Regions from separate parts of the Gossypium arboreum genome. Here regions 1 and 2 are each linked to region 3. The links are chromatin contacts, called in public Hi-C maps. All regions are on one chromosome and are shown on one strand. The core of a region is the stretch at or near the end of the contact, and the rest is flanking DNA. Distances in the headings are between cores, read along the strand shown.

Region 1 (4,982 bases), core at 44-2,543, 660 kb after region 3:
ATTGGTTTGACCGGTCCAACTATTATATCAACAATAATTAATTAAATAATAAAACAATTCATAAAAAAATTAAAAAAAGGAAAAAAAAAACTACATCTTTTTCAACTACTAGTTTGGTCCTATTTTTTTTTATTTTCTTTTTTTGATTTCAAGTAGTTTTCAATCCAATAGGTTCAACCCCTTTGTTTGAACTAATATATCGATAGGTTCTCGGTCTAATCAGTTCGATTGACTAATCCAGTCATGTTCGAAGAACACAAATCAAATCACTAAATCTGAATAAAATCCAAGTTTAGGGGATTAATATGGATTTGGTTGCCAAGTTCAGTATCAAAGTGAACAAAAAAGTACATATACTAAAATGGTAAGAGGCTCTCTATTGGTATCAAAGTAACCCAATAAAACTTTTTTTTTTTGGTTTTTTTTTCTAATATACAACACTCAAAATTTTAGATATTAAATTTTTTTATCACTTAACCCAATAAATATATGATTTGTAAGTAATACAATGGACACCCTAAGAAAATAAAGACACTCATTTGTATCTGGTGCAATAAAATATACTCATGCACTGTACAGGCTAGATGCATGTGTATCAATTAAAATATTTTTAATCATTTTGTAATTTATAGATTTGAGTTTCTATATGTTTTTAAGATAAATTACACTTGTAACCATCTAACTATTAGTAAATTAAGAATAATTTAAATTTTTAAGTAACATACTTAAAATTTAAAGTTTAAACTATGTAAACAAAATATTTTCAAAATAGATTAATAAAATCCAACTTAAAAAACCTTAAAAATAATAGATTTTATAAATGTTTTTCATATATGTATACTATATATACCATAAAAATATAATAATGATTTAAGATATTGAACTACAAAATATAAAAACTGTTCAAACTTAAATATAATATCAATTATTAAATTTCTATAAAATTATATTTATATACATTTAGTTCATATATACTTCTGTGCATCAATTAATTGATATATCTAACTATTATGATAAATTACATGGGGTTATTTGTGTGTATCAATTAAATGTATTTTTTAGGATTTTATAGATTTATAGAACTAAAATGCTTATGTTTTAAAAGTTAAAAGTTTTGATTAGGAAATGTGAAGGGTTAAATTTATTAAATTATTTAAAATTAGGATCAAATTGATAGAATATGTAAGTAATAACGACTAAATATATTATTATACCAGTTAGAAAAAGGCTTACATGAATGAATTCAAACGTTAGTGTTTAAATTGAAAAATTTAAAGTTAGATGAGCAAAACAAAAACATGAACGTAGTTGAGTGACCATTTGTATAATATACCCTTGAAAATAAAAGGTTTTGAAACGAATGCGATGAGGTTTCTTTATATCAGCTAACGATAAGCCCTCCCTCCTTTTCCAACCTCTCCTTCTTTGAAATTCAGCTGTAAGTCCAAAAATAAATCCTAAAAGTATAGAAATTTAAATTAGAAACCAGAAAAATAAATTAAAACTGCATAAACTAGCTTAAATTTATTGTTTTTTCTTTTATTCTTTTTGCTGAAAGGAAATGGCTACTGCAACAATGAGCTTCAATTTGGTGGGAGCATTTAGGGGTCTTTCTCTAGCATCAAGCTCGACGTCGTCCTTTATGAAAGGCGAAGTGGGTTCCATTCACAAAACGGCAGTCGTTTCGTTCCCGAGGAAGTCTCCGTTCCCTTTGACGATCGAATCGGCGCACAAAAAAGGAGCCGGTAGTACTAAAAACGGTCGCGATTCAAAGGGTCAACGACTCGGCGTCAAAATCTACGGCGACCAGGTCGCCAAGCCCGGCGCTATTATCGTTAGGCAACGTGGAACCAAGGTTCAATTTTTTTGCGTATTTAATTATATTTTTCTGATTCTTTTATAGGGAAATTTTTAGCTTCTAATTTCTAAAAAAAAAAATGTTATATTTGGGTTTTTTGAACTGAAAAAAAAAAAGATGCTGTAATGATGTCTTTTAAGACTTCATTGTAGAAGAAGAAAACGAGTTTGAAGGCTCAAAGCCAGAAAGCATTACAAATTAGGTTAACTTATGGCTTTTGTCCCTTATTATACTTGGGGATTTAGTGATTTGGACTAAGTTATAATGTTAATAATAGTAGGAGGATCAAAGTATGTTAAATTAAAGGACTAATATTGAAGTTGGGTATGGTACAAGGTTGAAAATCATAAATTTTCCTACAAATTACAACATTTCTAGCTTTAGTTGAGTAACCTTTGGAAAGTTTTGTTGCTTGGGTAGTTTCATCCAGGGAAAAATGTGGGGCTTGGCAAGGATCACACAATCTTTTCATTGATTGACGGACTTGTGAAATTCGAGAAGTTCGGAGCCGACAAGAAGAAGGTTTCAGTCATTTTGAATCACACTTTTAAGACTTTCAAATTCATGGTGTGCAGTTCATTCATTCTTATCATTGCATTCCTCAAGCTGATATGAATTCTGGGTTTTATGTGATTCATAGATTAGTGTTTACCCACGAGTACTTCAGCCTGAGAATCCCAACAGCTATAGAGCAAGGAAGAGAGAGTACTTCAGGATGCGACGTGATCAAACGAAGGCAAAAAAGGAAGGAATTTTAGTTCAACCTGAACTTGTGCTTGCTTCGGCTGCCGATGCTACGGATGATAATCCTGTTTGCTGATTGAATCCGTGAACTATATCTATATATGCTTTTCTTGTATTGAAGTTAGATTGGTATCTGGAAAGTGTACAAACTTGATGTATCCAATTTGGAAATTTTAATGGCTAGTTTCATTTGTTATTTTTGTCCATTTTTGGCATCTGATTTTAGTTCCCTCACATTCTTGAGAGGATACTGTTAGTAACTTAGCATTTAGCGATACTCGTTTTACAAGTATCTTAAAATGAAGTAAAATTGGAAGGTATCATGACATTCTCTTACAATGCATGTAAGTCATTAATCTATTATTTTCTCCTTGAAAATGAAGCTCCATCAATTTTATGTTGCTTTGATTCTTCATTTTTTATTTTGAAGCTTCCATGTCTGATGCATCTCTGAGTTGAGAATACTATTCTCTAAAGACTCTCGAAATACATGAAAAAGCTTTAAAAAGTTGAATATACCCGTGTTAGATAAATACCAATATCCGAAACTTGCACACAAGGGTGACCAACATAGAACATAACACCTCATGGAATGAAACTGATATTTTGACCTTAGTAACGTCACTGAACCTGCTTTCTTTCATCTGAGTGTAAATTCATCTGAAATTCTCTTGGAAAAGGATATCCTGTAATTCAGTAAGACCCCAAGTAAGCTCTATTGGTAGTTCACTATGAGCAAAGGATTGTATAGTTGTATTTTCCTAGTAGCACTACAAGATGATCATATGATAATATGTAAAAGACAATTTGTCCAGTAATCACATCCTTCGAAGTACCATCAAGGCCACAGTGCTTTAAACATTATCAAGACAGTTAAAATCTACATAATCAACTGAGAATATGTACACCACTTGAACGCTAATAGTGGAATCTTTTAAATTAACTTTTGGGCATACTAATATCACAAATTTAAGGAGAATTCATATGACCTCAGTTTTTGCACAAAAACACTGCCATAAAAAATGGCTGAATATTTTCATGGAAGGCCTCCTCAATCAGTCAATTTCATCCTTGATATCGGATACAAGATTTTCCATAAAGATGAGCATAAACAGTCTTAGTACGGTACACAAGTATCATGCTTAAAACGACTGCAATGATGCAAAATCCTGACATAATCATGGAACTCAGAAAGAAGCATAGGGAACCTTCACAATTAAGCGATTCATCTGCGGCAAGCATTCCTGAGAAAATTGAGCCTGAAATATGCGATTGTATACGATGTTGACGAGCTTGTTTCTCTGCTTCACGGTCATAAATTCTACTAGCAATTACACCTGAGAAGACGAGTGTACCAGCAGGATTTGCCAGATTGAGGAAATTGTAGAAAGCCCCGAACTTTTTCAAGCCGAACAACTCAGAGACAGTAGCTGGCATAATTGCCCAGTGAGCACCATAGCAAAGCCCTATCAACAAAGTACCAATATACATTGCTCCAGGCCATCCCATAGCAAAAAAGACATGGCCAACAGCCATAACAAGCTGCGCCACAGCAATGACAATTGGCCTTGGATAAGCATGATCCCTATACAACAATGTCAAATGAATCAAAACCATTAACCAAGGTAAAGCCTGGTGCTATCAGCATCCAGGTACAAAATCAGGGATGAAACTAGTAGAGCTCGCAAGGGCCCGGCCCACTAAAATAAAAAACTTTTCATTTAGCTCCTTAAAAATTTTAAAAAATTTAAATTAGTAAAGTTAAAATTATATTTTGCCCCCTACAAATATAAAAAATTAATTTAATCTTTTAAAAATTATAGACATATAAGTTATTAAAATGGTACATTTTTACTATCATACAAATTACAATTTAATTTCGGCCCTATAATTTCTGGTTTCGCCCCTGTAGAAAATCATTTCAATCTGTACCTCACAATGATCTCCGAGATGTAACCGCCACCAACACGACCGATGAAGTTCCAAATGCAAATCATGGATACAAATATATGAGTATTATCATACCCTAGAGATTGGCTCATCTGACCAAGATTATCTATAACTGTTAACCCTGATCCTGAACCTAATAGAAGAGAGAACATAATAAGCCAAAAGTCTGCTTTGGTCAAAGCCTGCATCAAGGTGAAGTCCTCCCCTCTATGAGGACCTTTTCTATTCTTCACCCTTACTGCCCCTACAGTAGCCGCTTGGAAAAGTTTTGCTTGCAACTGAGCAATTCGTTTTTGCCCTTCCGGCACCACAAGTGAGTCTACTTCCTCGTGGTTTTCATCTTTAAACTCACTGGATACTACTTCATGTTCCCGAGTATCCTGTTCGGGATTTCCGGCGTCATGTTGGTAAGGCTTTGGTAGTAGAACCT
Region 2 (4,680 bases), core at 632-3,131, 520 kb after region 3:
TTTATTATGTATGTATATATATACATTTTTAATACTTACTTGTGCTTCTGACCGTTGCTCTAATAGAAGCCGTATACCTTCAAGACAGGTAGGTAATCGAGCATAACTTGCCGAATGGTTCCACCTAATTAAATAAATTTTTAGCATATGATTATATTTTAAATCTACGTAATAATTGTAAAATCTAATATAAAATTTACCTCATTATGAGTGGGAATGTATATGGGTGATCCACTCGAGGACGTAAAAATGGAAAGTGAAACCGTGCCCATGATTGCAGTAGTGATAGGCAACCTCCGATTTTCGCTTTATTCGATCAGTAGCCGGGCATCTCCGATGCAGTGTTGCCAACACGGCAGACCCCCAACTAAATTCACCAGCTGCTCTAAAATCAACGAGTTTCAGCAGCCATCTCAGATGTACAAGGTTTTGTGACAAGTCCGGCATCAGATAACCTCCAATTATCTGAAGAATGTATGCTCGTGCATATCGAATTTTTTCTAGTTCAGTAGAATCATCATCTGGCTCCAGAAATGTGTCTCGTAACCAGCCCATCTCGATCCGACCTCCGTTAATATTATCCGGAATAGCACCCAAAAGCTCATAGCATACCGCTCCCCAATCAGCAAAATGAACGGACCCAGTGACTACGTCCCCGTCCACCGGCAATCCTAATTGCAAATGCACGTCTTCCAAAGTGATAGTGCACTCTCCACATGGAAGATGAAATGTGTGCGTCTCGAGTCTCCACCTTTCTATCAACGCACTAATAAGTTTCGGGTCCAACTTGCACCCCCGGTCTATCATCGCCACGTGCCAAAAACCCGCTTCCCGTAGGCAATCCTCTATCAACGGTGATGGAGGACCAGTCATGTTACGGATATTGCATTGCAATATCCGATCTCTGACTTTTATAAGAAATAATAAAATAAAATTATTTAAATTTGCATAAATGATGAAATCTTAAATAATATTTAAATATTAAATTTAACACTTACCATTTGCATTTGTTCGACGGATATGTGTTTATCATCAAAGCGAATTAATTCTCCGGCCATTGCTAACACGATCAAATTTTTTTATTTTAAAAAATAAATTTAGAAAAAATAAAATTAGAGCTTTTTTGAAAAAATTAACTAGAGTTTTGAGAGGAATTTAAGAGAAATTTGAGAGATTTGAGAGAAATTTGAGAGAATATTGAAAGATTGAAGATTGAAAGGATTTAACTGTGAAAAAAATGAAAGGGGTGGGGGTTTTATAGTTTTTTTTTGGACCGTTGGGGGTTACCAACGGTAAAAAAAGTAGCCGTTACTACTGTTCAAACACGGGGAAAATGCTTCCTCAAGGAAGCGCTTTGCCTCGTGAATGAAAAGTCGCCCTCAAGGCGTTTTACATCACATAAATAGCAAAGCGCTTCCTTGAAAGCGCTTCCTACTTTTTCCCCTGACAACGCGCTGACGTGGACGCGTTCTATAAAAACTGACCCATTCCGGTAAATTATTTCTGACCTGGCCCATTTCGGTAAATTTAAAAAAAAGAGACTTTTATTGACAATTTGCCCAATATTTTTATTTATTAATATAATTATTTTTATTTAATTAGATTTTAATGGTGTGGTGTTGTGGTGCTTCTTGATTCATTCTGAATTTTTTTAAAAAATGAATGTAATAGTAATGGCCAACATTAATTACGAAATAAATTTTAAGTACCCAACAAAAAAAACATGAATATTTTTTTTGAAATTAAAAAATATAAATATTTACGGACTACCTCTATTCAATTAAACCTGAAATATTTATAGAAATCGGCTCGGGACTGAAATCTAGGTCCAAATCTGATCCAAAGCGGGCCGGGCTGATGGGCAAAGCTGAATAACTCCCTCCAGATGGAACTTAATCTAAAAGAGGGTAACTTTGTAACTGTACAGTAATGAGAAAAGGACCTTGTTGATTCGCCTGTCCTCTAGTTTTAGAAGGCAGACCTTTTTCCTTTTTTTTTTTTCATTTGGATATCTCATTTCCTTGAATTTTATTTATCAATGGCGAATACCCAGTTGCAGAAATACGGGACATTATCAAGGGAGCAATTGTCATATCTATTTGATCGATTCTCTCTTCTTATTTCCCAGCCAGGTATTTTCCATGTTTTCTTTCATTTCCTCTACTTTTTAATTGCCTTCGTTTCTCCTTTTTTTTTCCATCCTCGTGAGTAGTAACATTCTCCTTATCTTGGAAGACTTTAAGAAGAGGATTGTAGACGCTGTGAATGACAAGCAGGTTGGTTTATTTATTTATTTATTTAAAATTTGCTTTTAGTTTCTGTGGTTAGGAATTAAGGGCTTGAGAGCTTCAGCTGGATACATAAATTCACTTTTGAGGAGAATGCTTCGTTTGTGATTGGTCTAATTCTGTTTTTGATCCCTTTACTAAGTCAAAATTTAGTATTCTATGCTTCTACTTTCATTTTACATAATTTGGTCTCTCTATTTTTTATAATATATGACTAGTATAGGTGGAAATTGATAATATTGTTCTAATGATGACATGGATTATTTTCAAACTACTTGATCTTCCATGTAAATTTATTATTGATCAACATGGTCGACAAGATTTTCATGTGAGCCTGAATGTGTGATCGAATAATAATTATGCAAATGGCTTTGTATTTTAACAAAATTCTTTTAGGCTTTGCTTGGTTGGGTGGGAAGAAAATTGGAAAGATGGAAAATCGAAAGGGTGGAAAATTAGAAAGATGGAAAATATAAATTTTCTTTCCATAAAGAAGCTTGGTAGGGAAAGGTGGAAAAATTGAAAGAAAATTACATATTGTTTCTTTCTACTGCTTGGTAGAGTTTAAAAAATGAGATGAAAAAAAAAATGAAACTTTTGAAAAATGCATAGCTTTGAACTTAGGTACACTGCTCATTTCCTCTCCTCTTGTCATTCCAATTTGGAATGATTGGTTTTTATGCATTAGGATGGAAAATGATCATTTGTTCTATTTTTCTTTCCTCTCATTTTTCTTCCCTACCAAGCATACTCAAAATTTCTTTTCTTTCCACTTGTCCATTCCCTCCTTCTCTACTTCCACTTTTTCACCCAACCAAGCATACCTTTAGTTCGTTATGTTGGTTTAAATATGTTCCTTTTTTATTATGTAAACTGATTTTGATCATGCGTTAACACTATGCTTTTAGACTGTTGTCATTTGTCATTTAGTACTTCCGTTTGAGTTGTACTTGTGGACATGAAAGTAAGACTTCAGAATTTAGATATGGCCTTTGTAGTATCATAAGGAATGTTGATTATTTTTAAGTGTCTTAACCCCATTTAAAGATTTACAAATCCTTCTGTAGGAACCGGTTGCTGTTACCACGGCAGTTCAGGAAGAGATACTTTTGGAGATGGGTATTGGTAAGTTTGTCTTTCTATATCATGAATTACGATTGGAATAATTTTAAGCTTACATGATCCTACAATTGTAAAATGTAACCCATGTTTATCTTTTACATTTTATGTGAATAGATGCTAGGTGTTTGTGGTCATTGGTTTGTTTCTTTAAAGGCACATTCAAACTTCGTGTGACTATTGGTCATCCCATCATCGTCGAGCATATTTTGTAATCCTATAGTCTAACAATTAAATATCTCTTTTGTAATGGAAAGTGGGTTTCAGGGTATGGTAAAGTGATATTACCTCATTTCTGTTAATATTTGAAGGGAATTCCCTCTCCATTTTCATTTCAGAATGTAACATGGTTTTGTTGCAAAGCTGTATTCTGTCTACAAGAGCTGAATCCAGGAACTAGTAAAATGATTGATATAGTTTTTATTGGAGCTTTTGACAGTGTTTTACTTGATTTCATTTCTCTGCTACAGATCCTAGCTTCGGTCTTGCATGCCTGGGGAAAGTAAATATGACTTACGAGAATGATCAAGATTTGATGATTCGTTATTATAGATTTGTTGCCAAGTAATCTCTCTCTCTTTCTTGATGTGTGTCTGTGGAGATGCCTGTTATGACTTGGTTTGAATTGCTCTTAATGAAAACATTGCACGAACTGTTGTAAATGCTTGAATAGTCCACAATCATTCTTCTTGTATCTGCAAGTGAGACAAAACTCAGATGTTACATTTACTACTTCAGATATTTGAAGAACTTTGTGGACTCTTTCAGCCTTTGCTCACACATAGTCTCTTGTCTGTCCATCAGGGATTTGCATGAAACGTGTAATTATTGTAATATATAAGACATCTCATACTAGGTTGATTTGTATATGTTTTAGTATAGTTTGGTCTAATAGTACTTTGGTTTAGGTTAAGCAAAGGAAATAGAAAAAAAGAATTACGTTACGACCTTGTGCTCGGATTGATAGATCAGCTCATCAAAGTGAAACTAAAACCTTAGGACAAGTTAGAGAGAGAACCAAATCTCCTTAGGGTTTTTTCTAAAAACTTATTAATTTATTATTTAATATTAAAGACCAACCTTATTACATAAAAAGGAAAATAAATCAACTGAAACAAAAACATAAATCAAGAAATCTAAGAAATAAAAGCGTAATCTTAGCAAATCTAAGCCTTAATTAAAGAACCAAGTTAATGGCCTTTCCTAACATGGATTTGGCCAATAACAAATTATATTTTGTGATATTTGTACCACTTGCAATTTTCTTTTGTCA
Region 3 (4,358 bases), core at 1,428-3,927:
CTTTTATAATGGAATTCTTGCAGCGAGAGATGAGATGTATAGGTTAGTTTTAAGTCATTGGGTGATTGACGAGAAAGTCAAAATCGATTGGTTTCCCTTTATCATGATTCTTGGAATGACTTATGGTGATTGATAATTCAGCTCGTTAAAGGGAGACTGAAACCTTTCTGCCCATTGAAGAGAGATTGAAAGCTTAGGTCTCATTAAAAAGAGACCTGAATCTCTTTAAGGTTTTTGATAGAAATTCTGCTTAGCATTTTATTATTTCATAGGTCCCTTCAAATTAGGACCAATTTTATCACATAAAGAGGAAACCTATTCTTAGAAGGAAGCTAAATTCAACTGAAATAAAAGTATAATCATGAAAACGAAGGAAAGAAATAAATTCACAACCTAAGCCTTAGTTAGAGAATCGAAATTGAACTAATGTTCGACTCTAAAATAGGTTCAGCCCAAACAGGTGGGATCAATAACCACAAGCTTATGCTATACTTTTTATTTTTCTTTAATTACCAGTGCATTTAAGTTTACAAGAGCCATTATTGACATTTGGGCTTTTGAGCTTTTATTGGTGAAGGAAAACTTGAGCAAAGTGGTAATCAATTAATCACAGGATTAGAGTAGGTAGATACAAACGTGCTATGGAGGAAATGTTTGATACCAAGGCACGAGATATTATTACAATGGCAAAAGGTCTAATCATGCTTTATGTTACCATGTATTGAGTTAGAAACGACACATCTCTACCCTAAAATGAGCATGGCTGAAATGAGGAAAGCTGCAGCAGCGGAGGACAAATCAGGAGATTGTTTTTAGATGATTGAATCCTGCATAATGTAGACCTAGAATGCTTTTGTGCACGAGTGGTTTTGGTAATGAAGAGGGGTAAAAGCTTGCAAAATATCACATAAATGTAAGTAGTTTGGCAGGAAGTAACCTAACAATGTAAACATTGATCTAGTGAGATGGAGATAACGGATTTCATGTAGCTTACTTTTGCAGAATGCTGATTGAGCTGCTGGATTTTCTCAAATTCCCATCAAATGCTTTTCTTATGATGAATAAGGGGATTATTAGCTAAGAATGAGCATACGTTCAGTCACTGTTTCAACCATGTTACGATTCTCTTTCATTTGAAGTGCAAATTTGTATGCAGTGTTACTTGAAGGCCATGATCTTTTTTTTTTTTATATATTATTCCTTTGTATGAATTCTCTGTTTACCTTCTTGCAGACTGCTACAAAAAATAAGAAAAGTAGTGATCTCAAATACGACATTTTCGGATGGGTAATCCTTGCTGTTGGCATTGTTGCATGGGTTGGATTTGCAAAATCTCAGATACCATCTTCACAGCTGCCACCACTACCACCACGATAATCACAGGATGCAAGCAACGCCCCGACATCTAAATGCTGTTTGCATTGATTCAAGCAGCCCTAATTTATGTTAGTTTAGTTTTTTTGACCTTATTCGTGCTTCTCGGCTAATGCTTGAACACTAGTCATTTACAGTACAATTGCTTTATTTGGAGAATAGTTGAGTGATTATTAACATGAAAAATTTTTCTGTTGATTATTTATTCGAATCTATACTTTTTGTTTTTGTTCAAATTTGTCAATAGGGAAAAGTGATTCTTTTTGTATATTAAAAAAAAAAAAAACAATATTAGAAGGATCTTTGGATTGAATTGAGAAGGGTAGATATACATTTTGCTACCTGAATTTGGCTTTAAGATCTAAATTGGTACTTTAAGTTTTTCTTTTTGGGTTCAGTTAGGTATTTGAATTTAGCTTTAAGGTTCAATTTGGTACTTAAAATTTAATCTAGTCCAATTAGATATATGAACTTGGCATTTATGGTTTAAATTGGTAATTGAACTTGGCTTTTTGGTCCAAACTAATAGTTACAATAAATGATTTATTTGAACCAATTTGAACTATGTAGCTAGTTTTTAACATATATCTTAACTAAAAAGGCAAGTTTAAGTACTTAATTTGACAAAAAAAAGAAAAAAGAAGAAGGGAATTTTGGGTACCAAATTGAGTCTTGAGGCCAAGTTTAGGTACCTAATTGAATTTAGCTTCAAGGTTCAATTTGATACTTAAAGTTTAATTTGGTCTAAATGGGTATATGAACTTGGCTTTCTGGTCTAAATTAATAGTTACAATAAATGATTTATTTGAACCAATTTGAACTAGATAACTAGTTCTTAAGCATATGTTTAAACCAAAAAGCCAAGTTTAGGTAACTTAATTTGACAAAAAGAAATGTTTAGGTACCAGGTAGTTAATTTGACAAAAAAAAGAAAAGAAAAGGAGTTTAGGTACTAAATTGAATCTTGAGTTCAAGTTAGATAACTAATTGGATAAAAAAAAACCTTTAGATACTAATTTAAACCTTGAAATCAAATTCATATACCAAATGTATATTTACCCAATTGAGAATTGTTTTTAAAGGATGGTATTTAACCAGAGTTTTAGATAATTGAAGGATAAGAGTGGATAGTGTGAATTTAATATTTGTGGTTTTTGCAAATTTAGATATTGGAGTGAATATCATATCAGTTCTAATTTAGATTAGCTTTTCAGCTGATAATTTCTTTAATTATTGTAAATTGTAGTGGCTTGGTGGATTTGGATGGAAAACAACCGTCATACGGGCCTAAGATCATTTTAATAGAAGTTGGGTTTATTTAGGCCTATATTGTGGCAATAAATAAAATAAATCGAAATTTCTTGCTGCTTCCGGTCATACTTGGCTGATCTCTATAAAATGTGAACCAAAAACAGTTGATTCATCATCATTCTTAACTGCTTTTTGAAACCTCTTCTCAATTCCAGATAAAACTAAAGCATTCATTCGTGCCTCCTGCAAATGGCGGGAACGAAACTGTTCCCTACCCAATCCACTCACTCCCTTTCCTTTCGCCACTTTTTCGCACTCGCTCCGCCGCGTGCGGTGTCGTATCCCACCCGTGTCCGCCTCGACTGTGCTAAACTCACTAGGCTTCGCGTCTTAGCTATGGCGGCTAAAAGGAGTCCGAAACGTCTCAAGTACTCTGCTCCTCGCGTTTCCAAGGTCTAATTTCTTCTCAATTTAGTCATGTTTATGATCTGTAAAAAACTAAAGTGAAAAAGAAAGTTGAAGAAATTGAAATTGACAGATAGATGATTTGGTTTACGTGGAAGTCGATCCTTCGGGAACTGAAAACTGGAAACTTGAACCTGTAATTGAACTTTTAAACCAAGGAGCTGTTGGTGTTATTCCTACTGATACTGTGTAAGAGCTATCAACATTACTTCTCTTATTATTTCTTTTACTTTTATTTTTGGTTTCTAGAAGCGAAAACCATGTTTCGATGTAAAAAATATAATGAAAACATCAAAATTTAGTGTTCTGTTAAAAAGGAAAATTTTGCATCATTTACTTTTGACTGAAATGGTTAGTACATTTGAACGTGTTGCAGTTTAGTACTTTTAGGTTTGATTGTTTTTTTAATTGAAGCAATTAACACAATGTGAAAAATTAAGGGTCAAAACAGGGCCTTACAACGTCCTTTTGAAATTTCTTAATTTCAATTTAATGTTGCTTTGTTCATATGTAGGTATTCTATAGTTTGTCATTTGAAAAGCCATTCAGCTATTGAACGTCTTCGAAGGTAGGTTACAGGTAGCAATTTTCCTTTTTATTTTTATTTTTTTATACTAATTTTATAGGTTTAAACCTTTATCTGAGTTCAATCTTTAGCTGATAAAAGCTGTTGTATATTCTCCTATTGCAGAATAAAAAACATTGAACCTTCCAAGGTAAATTTCAATACCTATCAAACTTGATGCTAACATTGCTTTTGGGCGCTTTTTTCAAATCAGAAGCGAAGTACCAAAATTTTCCATGCATCTATTTTTGCTTTTTTCATGTCCTTTTTACTGATTATGGCTTTGTGCAGCCACTTAGTATTTTATGCCGCTCTCTTCGAGACATTGACACTTATACGACGGGGTTCCCTCGTGGTGATGGCCAAGGTCATGCGAATATTTTTCGAGCTGTTAAGCATTGCTTGCCTGGGCCTGTAAGAATGTTCTTTGTCTTATTCTTGTTATTATTGTTAGCAGAAGGAACCTTAAGTAGCCATTGGTGGCATAACAGAGCCAGAATAGAAGGAATGCTTTGTTATTTATTGTTAAGATGAGGTGTAGGATCCACTTATTGTGGCTTCTTTGCAGAAATTCTTCTTGTTCTGCACTTAGTCTTAATGGCTTTAATGTTTATTATCTTCCTGCTTCCCCATGGTTGGCTAATCAATGAACACATCATAGTGGGATTTCAAACATGATGAACTCTTATGAACCTATGACCTT

What was found. Hi-C and Micro-C count contacts between places; a contact is called where the count stands out from the background.
Region 1: a contact with region 3 is called in a Hi-C map of leaf, with 5 times the contacts expected there. The contact joins the promoter of LOC108454023 here to the promoter of LOC108454799 in region 3. A contact is called at or near these places in 3 of 5 Hi-C or Micro-C datasets (all in leaf).
Region 2: a Hi-C map of leaf shows a contact between it and region 3, with 5 times the contacts expected there. The contact joins the promoter of LOC108454855 here to the promoter of LOC108454799 in region 3. A contact is called at or near these places in 3 of 5 Hi-C or Micro-C datasets (all in leaf).

The regions. Positions count from the first base shown.
Region 1 is chr9:17,817,331-17,822,312 of ASM2569848v2, forward strand. LOC108454023 (50S ribosomal protein L27, chloroplastic) reads left to right here and starts at 1,294. Exons shown (of 4, transcript XM_017752315.2): 1 at 1,294-1,438; 2 at 1,559-1,855; 3 at 2,279-2,380; 4 at 2,499-2,808. The coding sequence starts at 1,562. The coding sequence ends at 2,678. LOC108454022 (protein NUCLEAR FUSION DEFECTIVE 4-like) reads right to left here. Exons shown (of 4, transcript XM_017752314.2): 2 at 4,535-4,982; 3 at 3,811-4,187; 4 at 2,552-3,288. The coding sequence ends at 3,224.
Region 2 is chr9:17,679,237-17,683,916 of ASM2569848v2, forward strand. It overlaps LOC108454855, which reads left to right and starts at 1,882. Exons shown (of 8, transcript XM_017753459.2): 1 at 1,882-2,132; 2 at 2,236-2,276; 3 at 3,356-3,413; 4 at 3,878-3,971. The coding sequence starts at 2,039.
Region 3 is chr9:17,158,234-17,162,591 of ASM2569848v2, forward strand. LOC108454799 reads left to right here and starts at 2,678. Exons shown (of 8, transcript XM_017753378.2): 1 at 2,678-3,078; 2 at 3,164-3,279; 3 at 3,605-3,658; 4 at 3,782-3,806; 5 at 3,947-4,069. The coding sequence starts at 2,875. It overlaps LOC108454716 (mitochondrial import receptor subunit TOM20-like), which reads left to right. Exons shown (of 6, transcript XM_017753264.2): 6 at 1,234-1,627. The coding sequence ends at 1,377.